Linked DNA regions of Mus musculus: region 2 is linked to region 1. Evidence: chromatin contacts called from public HiChIP or PLAC-seq data. All regions are on one chromosome and are shown on one strand. Each heading gives the region's core, a stretch centred on a gene start, on an enhancer-like site or on the middle of the called end of the contact. The rest is flanking DNA. Distances are from core to core; before and after follow the strand shown.

Region 1 (5,058 bases), core at 2,046-4,545:
CCCAACCCCACGCACTGATACCACCCCACCCCACCCCCCTTCTACCACACCTTCCCTTCAGCTAATTGTTTGTAAGTGCCTCAAAGCTGCCTCCAAACCGGCTGGTGCTCATTTAGGGAAGGAAAATTCAGTGGCCCACATAAAAATGCCTTTATTAAAGTGCAAAAATATTCCACCGACTGTATTCCCACCATCTGTTTTGCTTGTAATTCCGAAGAGCACAATTCCATGTGGCTCCCTGGCCTTTGTCCTTTCAAAGCTGCCAGAGGCAACTCCCTGCTGTTCCTGACCTATGTCTCTGCTGGGTAATAGTGTCCCCTAGGCAGACCCCTCCCTGCACATAAGCCCAGCAGAGTGGCTGCCTTGGAGGCCAGGAGCCAGGTCCTCCAGCTTCAGAACACTGGAGATGCCTGAACAGCAGCCTAAGGTTGAGGATCTATCTGCCTGTCCCAGGACAGAGCCTGGGTTCCAGCCCTGGCTCAGGCATTCCCAAGTCACTTCCCGCCTTGCCAAGCCTAGGTGTCTACATTCAGAAAGTGGACACAAAACACCAAGCTTCAAAGTTCCTCCCTCGGTTCCTGCCCCCCACATCCCACCTAATAATATCCTTCCACTCTGCCTCCCCCGACTTTAAACTTCTACATCTTCAGACACAACTTGCTCTTCCACACCAGTGTCCTTACCAAGCAGCTCCCAACCTTAGAACACCTTTCTTCTCTGTCTCTGACCGAATGGACTGGCCTGCTGTTCTCACCAACCCTGTCCCAACACCTCCCTCACTTGTTATGATAACATTGTGATTGTTTTTCCCCACAGCCACCCGAATCCTCCAGGTTGCCTGGGTCCTTTCTGTTCAAGGCTGAATCCTAGATACCTACTCGATATTTAATATTATGATATGGTCACTGGGTAGGGGCAGTATAACAAGGGTGGATCTCTGGGGTCACACAGGCCTTGGGTGGGTGACTGGGTAGTGTCCCTGGCCTCTCCAAGTCTCAGTGTTCTAGTCTCTAAGATGAAGATGTATGAAGGTCTGTTGACACCGTGAGGCGTCAGGTCTGGTCTGAGCATGCTGTCAGTCTAAGACCTGTCTAAGAACTGACCAGAATGCCAAGGGTGATACATGGTCAGTGGAAGTTGTGTCTTCATGATCCAAGGGTGAGAGGCTGTGCTGCCCAGGGCGGAGGGGCTGTGAGCCAGCCAGCACCTTCAAGTTTCAGACAAATAAACCAAGGCTGGAAAAGGATGGCTTGCTTACTTACCTAACAGCCCCTCCCTGGTGCGTAGGGAGAGACCCTGGTCCAGCGCCACATGCCCCGCTGGGGGCTGCAAATTTGAGTCTATGAATATTCCTCAACTCTTTTGAGTTATTTGTGGCTTCAGTCAGGCTGTAAAATGTATTCATGGAGCTGTTCCGTTGGCTTAGGTGAGAAACACTTGCTTTTGTCTCCTTTTTTTTTTTTAAACGGAAAATGTTTGCTTTTCAAATGTGCCACTTAATTTGGGCACGTGCACGCCCTAAAAAATGCCAGATTTCATGTTGCCTCACGATTCTGTTTTAAAACAGAAGAATTATACTTGGCCTTCTTCTGGTCCTTTCCCAACCCGGATCTGGGAGTTGTGGGGATAGCAATTGGCCTGCTGAGAGGCTGCCTCGGACTAGATAGGGGGTTCTTAACCTGTGGTTCCAGACCCCTCTAGAGTTGAAGGACCCTCTCACATATATTTCTGTTACAATTCATGATAAGTAAGAAAACTACAGTTATGAAGTAGCACAGAAAATAATTTTATGTTTGGGGGTAACCACCACATGAGGAACTGTATTCAAGGGGTGCAGCACTGGAAACGTTGAGAACCTCTGATCTAGATGAAGCAAAACCTGGAACAGACAGGTGAGCTGTCCAAGCCTCACCCTGCCCCAGGGATCTGTGGGAGGAGCGGGGATGTCCTCTGAGCCTTTCCCATGACTGTCCCTGCACTCTTCCAGCGATGTACTGGGCACTGCCTGCCTTCCCTTACAACCTGAGAAAGGCTGGCAGGTGCTGCTGATCAACCCCTAAGTCATCACCATTAGCCAGACCTTGCCACAGGGCTAGCCCACTTCCTGATGCAGGAGCTGAGCGGACGTTAGAAATGCCTAAACACTGGACCAACCTTCCCAACCTGTTTCCTGATGTGTTGCTATAGCATGCTGCTGTAGGGATGTGTGTGATGGATTCACAAGGGACAGTGTCTGAGCTTTACAAGTATCTTCTGTTTGTCTTTGTTGTTGTTTTAAGATTTTTTTAATTTTATGTATGTGAGCACACTGTAGCTGTACAGATGGTTATGAGCCCTCATGTGGTTGTTGGGAATTGAATTTTTAGGACCTCTGCTCTCTCTGATCAACCCCACTCTCTCCACTCGGCCCTGCTCGCTCCAGTCAACTCCACTCGCTCAGTCCCTGCTTGTTCCGGTCTAAAGATTTATTTATTATTATACATAAGTACACTGTAGCTGACTTCAGACACACCAGAAGAGGGAGTCAGATCCCATTATGGATGGTTGTGAGCCACCATGTGGTTGCTGGGAATTGAACTCAGGACCATCGGAACAGCAGTCAGTGCTCTTAACCACTGAGCCATCTCTCCAGCCCCCACAGGTATCTTTTGTAAATGGCTCGGATCTGCAGTGGCCTTCCTTAGGTGCCCTCAATCCCCATCTTTCCTGTAAGCTTTACTTACAGCTCAGTTCAAGTGCCTCCTCCCCAGGAGTTTGACCTTGACTACTGAACAGGATCTGGCCAGCCCTGAATGACTCCTTGTCCTTTCTTCACAAAGCGTGTCAATAGACACCATGATTTATTTCTTTATTTGTCTGTTTGCCCACCTCCCAGATGGACAGGGAAACCCATGAGGAGACATTCCAGTCACAGGAAGGGGTGTGGCTCTAGCAGGGCTCCAGAAATAGAAATGTGAGCGAGCTCGGAAGGTCACACGAGTTGGCTGGAGAGCTAGGATTTGTCCCCAGGACTCCCAGCCACCTGCTCTGGTCATGTTCTTTCAGCATACCAAGCAAGTGACAGAGCCAAGATGTGAACCCCTGGCTCTGAAGTCAACCTGCTTCTCTCTGAGCCACACAGCTCCCCAAATTCAACCTCCTCATGCCTGTTCTGTTGCCTAGAATGCATCATGTAGCTGTTGAGATGTAAATTAATTTAAATTAAGTAAAATGCTAAATTCAGTAACTCTCATCCTGCACCGCGGCCAGGGGCTAGTGCACTGAACAAGGCAGACACTGGGCTTTTCCATCACTAAAGAATGGTCGATTGGACAGTATGGCCCCAAAGAGGAGCTTCTAAATCGTTCCCACGGCCCTTAGGAGAGTGTGTCGTCAGTTACAACCTTTGTTACCATAGTTACTCCAAGAGGCCCTCTCTCTCATGCTCCTGACCCTTCTCCTTCCTCCCACAGGACGGGATGAAGCCAGCAGTGTGGAGGTGACGTGGCCAGATGGCAAGATGGTGAGCCGAAGTGTGGCCAGCGAGGAGATGAACTCGGTGTTGGAGATCCTCTACCCCCAGGATGAGGACAAACTTCAGAACACAGCCCCACTAGAGGTGGGCCAAAGCCTCTGGGCCGCATAGTCAAAAAAACAAAACAAAACAAAACAAAACAAAAAGCAAGCATCACCCATGATCCTAGGGGTAAATCTGTAGACTTGCCCTCTAGAATCAAAGAGTAATAGAGATGGTCTCAGCAAAGGGCAGGCTTCAGATGATGTCGCCATGGGTTGTGCACCCATTTTACAGACGAGGAAACCAGAGGCCCAGAGAATGAAGCCAAAGCCAGCTAAGGTTGTTGTGCACTGTGTTGAGAACTGATTCCTACTTTCGGTATTTTCTGAATACCTGAAGAGGCCTCCTCTTGTCCTTGGAAGAGGCTCAGACCATACACCAGAATTCTGGAGGCTTTTTAGAGGTCAGCTCTAGTCCACTTTCAGGTCTATCTGAGGTACATAGTTCTCTAGTACAGGGAGAGTGTGGATTATAACTGTTCTGCCTTCCCCCACCCACACCATCTCTCTCCATTCTTAGCTCAAGGCTAGAATAAGAGGGAGGGGCTCCCCTCAGGCCCAGGCTAAAAGCACCTCTCAAGCTGCAATCAGGGTGACAGCTACTCTGTTACTGTGACTAGGAGGGAACTGAGATGAGGCCTCTCAACTCACAAGTGTCTCTGCTTCTGCCCACCTTGCAGTGCGGCCAAGGATTCTCCCAGCAGGACAATGGCCATTGCATGGGTGAGTTGCCTATAGGCACCAGAGGACGGGGCAGAGGCTGGGATCTTCCTGGGGACTGTCAGCCTGACCTGCCAAGGTCCAAGACGCAGACAGGGGCTAGAAAGATAGGGAGAAAAAGGTACTATTGGTCCTTAGGGTTCCAGATGCCAAAACTCCATGACTCACCAAGGTGAAAGTGACATTAGCAACTGCAGGCTGATTCAGTTCACTGCTGGGCATTGGCAGGGCCAGCCTGCCACCTGGGGATGGCATGAGTCGTCTCAGTATCTACTGAGACTGTGATGGATAAGCTTCACCCTGGCAGAGGCAGAGCAGAAGCATGCTATGGCCAGCCTGAGAAGCAGCCAGCGAGAAGGATGGGAGAGATGAAGGGGGAGATGATTGAGGAAGGCGCTTGGGCACAGCAGGGCTGGAATGTGATCTCAGTGCAGATAGGGTGCTGCAGCCTGGTCCAGCACAGGGAAGGCTCATAGCTGCCAGATGCCAGCTCAGCAAGGGTCTCATGACTTTCTTTCTTTCTTTGTTCTTTTTGGGTTTTTTTTTTTAAAGATTTATTTATTTCATTTATATGAGTACACTGTAGCTGTCTTCAGGCACACCAGAAGAGGGCATCAGATCCCATTACAGATGGTTGTGAGCCACCATGTGGTTGCTGGGAATTGAACTCAGGACCTCTGGAAGAGCAAGCAGCCAGTGCTCTTAACCACTGAGCCATCTCTCCAGCTCCTCGTGACTTCCTAAAGTCTCCCAATATGCTATGAAGGGGATAATCTAGCAGCC
Region 2 (5,316 bases), core at 2,651-5,150, 460 kb before region 1:
GGTCTTTTGAGAATTCTTTGTTTCTCAAGACACACACACACACACACACACACACACACACACACACACACACACTCTTCCTGGGCCTTTGTGAGCTCCTCACTACTGCAGCCTCGCCTGTTGGTAGCAAAAGCTGCACAGTATGGTCAGAACTGATCACGGGGCCCCATTCCATTGTGTAAGGTGGTGGTGGCTCTCTCTCTCCTTCCCAGGCAAGGAAGTAAGGCAAAAAGCCAGGCCCTGCAAGGGCTCCCACACACCCCTTCAAGCCCAGCCCCACCCTTACACACTGCTCCCTCCCTCTCATTCTAAGACCATCTTCCCCCTCCCACAGGGATACAAACTGCAGATGATTGAGGTGCCTGTCCTCTCGGATGACTCCGTCCCCATTGGCGTGCTGGGAGGTGACTACTACAGGTGACACTGACTGGCCCCGGAGCCACATGTGCCCCAGGTGTTGGTGGCAAGGCCTCAAGCTCCCATGGGCAATAGCCTTTCTAAGAGAGAGCAGCTACCTTGATAGGATAGAAACCTGGTGGGAATCCCACAGGAAGAGAAGAAGCATTCGAAACACGCCCTGCTCTCCTGCTGCAGCACGGTCTTGGCTGCGTGGGAAGACTTCAGTAGGACGGACACACACACACACACACACACACACACACATACACACACCACACACACACCCTCTGTCAGCTAGAACACTGTCCAAAGATAGCCCCCAAGAGAGGGACTGTGTCCTGGTGTTGAGCTGGAGCTTAGGGACATTAGGTAGTGCCACACCCTGGGCCATTCTGTGAGAACTGTGGGGTGGACATTTGGAGACTTCTGTGGCCAGGAAGACCCCTAGCCCTGCCTGAGTCCTGTCCCGTCTCCTGCAGGAAACTTCTGCGCTACTACAGCAAGAGCCACCCCTCGGAGCCCGTCAGGTGCTATGAGCTGCTCACGCTGCATCTGTCCGTCATCCCCACGGACCTGCTGGTGCAGCAGGCCAGCCAGCTGGCCCGGCGCCTGGGGGAGGCCTCCCGGGTGACCCTGCCCTAGGCCGTCTTGCTTGCAGGCTTCTTCCAGTGCCTTCTCTCATACCCCACTGTGGACTCCTCCACAAAGGCTGAGGAGCAAGCCTTCTCTGAAGGGCAGGGATGCCATGATTCTGTGGCCCCCAGAACTGTGTGGTCAGAGGTGGCAGCAGCTGCTCTGGGAAGCTGCCCTTCTGGGTGCCCGGGAGAGCAGAAGAACGTCTTAGTGCTCAGGCTGTCTGAAGCCACCCACTTCCTGCCATTCTGCATAGGGTAGCTGCTCCCTACCCCAATCAGAAGGTACTCCCTCTGGCTGGCGCCATTCCAGCTTGGCTCCTGCTCCCTTGCAACTGAGTGGATCCAGTTTCCTCACAAATTGAACTGACAACACCTACCTTTCAGGGTGGTCAGGAGGATTGCTGGATGTGCTCGGGTGCTCAATAAATGTTGATTCTTGTCATTATTCAAGCCTGTCCCTGGCCTTTCCTGTGCCACTGAGATTCCCTTGCCTCCTAAATACCATGATTTGGGAAAAAAAATATCATGTATGTGTGTATGTATTTGTGTGTGTACATATCTGCCTTCTACCTACCACTCTTTAGGATGCCCATTTTATTGGGAAGAGGGTGTTGCACATATGCGCTTGAGACCAGAGGTCGGCTATAGGAGTTCTCCAGATGCCATCCACCTTGTGTTTTTGAGATGGTCTTTCACTTGGTCTAAAGCTAAGCTAGCCTGGCTTACCAGCAAGCCCCAGAGCCTACCTGGCTCCCTCCCCTGACTCCTAGCACTAAGGTGCATGAGAGCCACCACTCAATGGGTTGTTTTTTATGTTGTCATGACTGTGTGGCAAGCACCTGACTAACTGAGCTATCTCCCAGCCCCACTAGGATACCCGCTTTAAAACTATAAAAGTTTTCTCTTAAGTCTTAGAAGCCACATGGTATGAGGTATCTAGTTTAACCCATACCCCCCACTTTACTATCATCCCTGGGTATCTGTGGAGTATATTCCAGCAACCCCTGGAGATAGCAATATCTGCAGACTTATAGCATTTTCTTAGAGCCCTCAAATCCCCTCTACTTTAATCTCTGTGTGTCTTACACCACAAACTATTCAAATACCATTGAACTCGTTATTGTACCTGCTGAGTGAACAAAGACAGAACAGGTGTCTGCTTACTGAGTGCAGATGCAGCTGTTTATTAAATACATCGATTTCTAATTGATTGCATGAGTGTGGAGGTAGAGGCTTTGGACTCGGGGTTTTAGGAGAGATTCTTGGACAGTGTAAACCTTCCTCGTGTGCGGAGTGCTGCCCATGCTGAGGGTCGAGGGATTCTCAGAGGCCCTCTTACTCAGCCATCTTTGCCATGCCTTCTGGGTTTGAATCATTTCTGACACAGGTTCCTATTACCGTCTAGGGGGTCTTGATCCAGTTCATTTTCTCTGGCAGTTAAAGACTTCAAAGGGAAGGAAAAAAATCTTGAGAGCCAGAGAAATAAATTCTCAAACATAGCAACCAGCAGCAGACAGAAACACTGGAGAGGCTTTTATTAGGGGTGAAGAAATACACCCCAGCAGGGTACACACAGAGAAAAGGCCGTCTGCACAGCAAAGGAGGTGCCCTGGAACCCAAAGGGCCAGGGCTTTTAAGAGTGGGGTAAGCAAGGCCTGGGCTGGCCTTGAACTTGTCATCTGGTCCCTGGGCAGGCAAGTCTACTTGTTAGCATTTCCTGTAGGCTTCTCCTAACAGTTACCTAGCAAGGGCTAGGTGTGAGCCAGGAGCCAGGCACATAAGGACTGTTTGGGCTGCTGCTTCTGCTTCTCTGCCTCCTCCCTCCCTCCTTCCCTCCCTCCCCCTCCCTTCCTCCTCCTCCTCCTCTTCCTCTTTTCTCTTTCCCTCTCCCCCTCCCCGTTCTCATCCCCCTCCCCTTGTTCTCTCCCTCCCTCTATCTCTCCTCCCCTCCCCTCCCCACCCCATCTTTTTCCTCTCCACGTGTTCTTGCTGGCCACTGCCCTTCTTGCTCCTCTCTCTTTCTGTCCTTCTCTGTCCCCTTTCTTTCTCTTCCTCTACTCCTTTCCCCACACCCCCTTCCCGGGTCTCAGATAAACTTCCTTCTATACTAGGCCTGTCCTATGGCTGACACCTCAGAGGAACGCCTCAGCATGGGCCTGCTAAAGCACCCCTCTGCTGCAGCATACCCAGTTTTTAAAAAAACAGCGCTACTAGCCAAGAAAAACCTCGTCAGGCTTTTGTCCCAGGTCAGGAGGGTAAGGAGGAAGCCAGCCATCTTGGAAGCTGGCCAAAGTTATGACCTAGCTACGGCTCCGCCCCCATCTGTCTTTCTCTTGTCCAAACTGCCACACAAGGCTGCCCGTTTCATGATTGCAGCTCGCCACTTCCAATGCCTTTCTCCTGTAGAGGAGTGACTCCTGAGGAGTGGACCGGTCCTCTCTGTTCAAGATAGGGCACAGGGATTGTATGTATGGACTCATACTAGTTGAGGTAATCTACAGGTGTGAGCCCAAATCTTTGAGAAACTTTGGAAAACTGGAAAGGTGCCCAAACTGTCCATATCCTTCCTCCCAGCAAGACTAGCCTCACTGGAGTGTGCGTGAGAGAACACACACACAGCTCTTGGAGACGTGGGTGGCCTTTTCTGTCGTCCAAAGGCACTGAAAGATGACTGGGGAGGATCCCGCAACAAGGAGCAGTGGTCACCTTGCAAGGTCCCTGACTACCAGACAAGCAGGAGTAAAGTCTGAGTTGACAGCGCCCATCCCACAGCTTAGGATCTCGGCCCCGCCCCCAGGCTTCTGCCGGTACAGAAAAGGGAGGCAAGAGGAAGGCGGGGCCTCTGCGTTGGCTCCTCTTCTCCCTTAGCCCACTACCGGGCCTGGGAGAACCTAGTTAAATTGTTCTCTCTTTGGTCCCTACTCGCTTGACTCCTGGAGGCTACTCAGACTCTGCCACCTACTCGCTTGACTCCTCGAAGCTACTCAGACTCTGCCAGTTCTTAGCCTACATGCCCCCTCCTCTAGGCTGGCTTGCGCAAACTCAGAGCCGCAGAAGCTCGGACCCTGGGAAACGGTGGCCCAAGGCCAAGGCTGACACTGAACTGTAACTCCCAGCCCCTCCCCTTGCCTGGGCCTCTGGAAAGCTGACTGTGCAAGCAAATTGCTGGGGGCAGAAATGGCTGCCGGCGGCCGAGGTCTCATCAGGGCCTTGCACTCCTCTCCCTGCCCTACTTGGAAACGAGCTCAGTCGGGAGCCAACGGGCGCCTGAAGCCCGAGTACGATGCCGTGGTGATAGGAGCAGGTAAAACCAAAGAGGGCAGAGCCAGAGCTCAGGGAAGGAAGGCAGCGTTCTGCCCACCGGCCTTGGAGGGGCCTCCAAGGAGCCTTGCTGCTGCCTCTCCTATGGGCACGACCTGGCCGGGAGTTCCAGTGAGCAGGACCTGGGATGGAAGTCCTCCCTGGCCTGGGAATCAGGATCCCTGGGTTCTAATTCCACCCTGGTGTGCTGTGTGGACTAGAACGGCTCTTGCCTTCTGGGTTTAAACCTTTCTCTCTAGAATGATAATGAGTGACTAAATAAACGCAGGAGTTTCCCTGTATCTCCCGCAAAATGAGTGAGTTCCTCCCGGGACCTTATGCAGGAAGCAAAGACCTCCGGACTGTAGACAAATGAGAGCCAATCTCACTTCTGCGATCATCCATTGGAAAAGGAAGCCAGAGTTGTTTCATAAAGAGAAAAGGTGGTTGAGGGGTTCCCAGACACCCTAATGCATCCACAAAGGGTGTCATCTCCCATGGCTTCCCTCAGACATAGATACCTGCTACAGTGGTGGTCCTGCAACATCTTGCTGACTCTCAGCCTCAAGTACTAGGTTAAGGCATAGCCTAGGGCCAGGCTGCACTCCACACCAGGGCCTTCCGGGTCACACTTTTGGGACCTGAAGGCTTTTATTCCCAGCTGGGCTTTTACATAGATGATAGCAGGTTCACATTTTTTTGTGAGACGCATCACACAGCTTTAAATAAATGCTGGCCTGGTTTGGCTTCTTCTTGTGTCTACTGAGAACCACCCTCTCCAATTTGTGCACGCATGAGTGAGTGTTTATTATACACAGACTTGGTTTTTTTTATTATCGATACTAAAATAAAGATATGTCTCACACAGTTTTTACAAATCAAATATATGCAACTCTTGATTTAAATACCAAGTTGGTTTTTTTTTTCTTTTCCCATTGAAAACATCCACTCAACACTCCACTGTGTGAAGACGATGGCAGAA

The links. HiChIP or PLAC-seq counts read pairs in DNA pulled down with a chosen protein or histone mark.
Region 2: a contact with region 1 is called in an H3K27ac HiChIP or PLAC-seq map of embryonic stem cells, with 4 times the contacts expected there. The contact joins the promoter of Pyroxd2 here to the enhancer-like site in region 1. A contact is called at or near these places in 4 of 39 promoter capture datasets (the 3T3-L1 cell line, the C10 cell line, embryonic stem cells and 1 more) and 7 of 115 datasets of contacts at active chromatin or transcription factors (acute myeloid leukemia, astrocytes, cardiomyocytes and 3 more).

The regions. Positions count from the first base shown.
Region 1 is chr19:42,286,393-42,291,450 of GRCm38.p6, reverse strand. Crtac1 (cartilage acidic protein 1) reads left to right here. Exons shown (of 15, transcript NM_145123.5): 12 at 3,453-3,598; 13 at 4,236-4,278. The region is part of intron 1 of Gm34347 (a long non-coding RNA gene); the gene reads right to left. Among named protein-coding and RNA genes, the nearest start is that of Mir3085, 8.8 kb to the right of the region's middle. Within about 2 kb of position 3,295, at least 8 of the 459 cell types and tissues checked have an H3K27ac peak or open chromatin away from gene starts, as enhancers often do. A contact at or near this core is called in embryonic stem cells, where this site is marked.
Region 2 is chr19:42,751,359-42,756,674 of GRCm38.p6, reverse strand. It overlaps Pyroxd2 (pyridine nucleotide-disulphide oxidoreductase domain 2), which reads left to right and starts at 3,900. Exons shown (of 16, transcript NM_029011.2): 1 at 3,900-4,338. The coding sequence starts at 4,212. It overlaps Hps1 (HPS1, biogenesis of lysosomal organelles complex 3 subunit 1), which reads left to right. Exons shown (of 20, transcript NM_019424.3): 19 at 335-417; 20 at 879-1,485. The coding sequence ends at 1,041. Gm19437 (a long non-coding RNA gene) reads right to left here. Exons shown (of 4, transcript XR_386719.3): 4 at 5,239-5,316.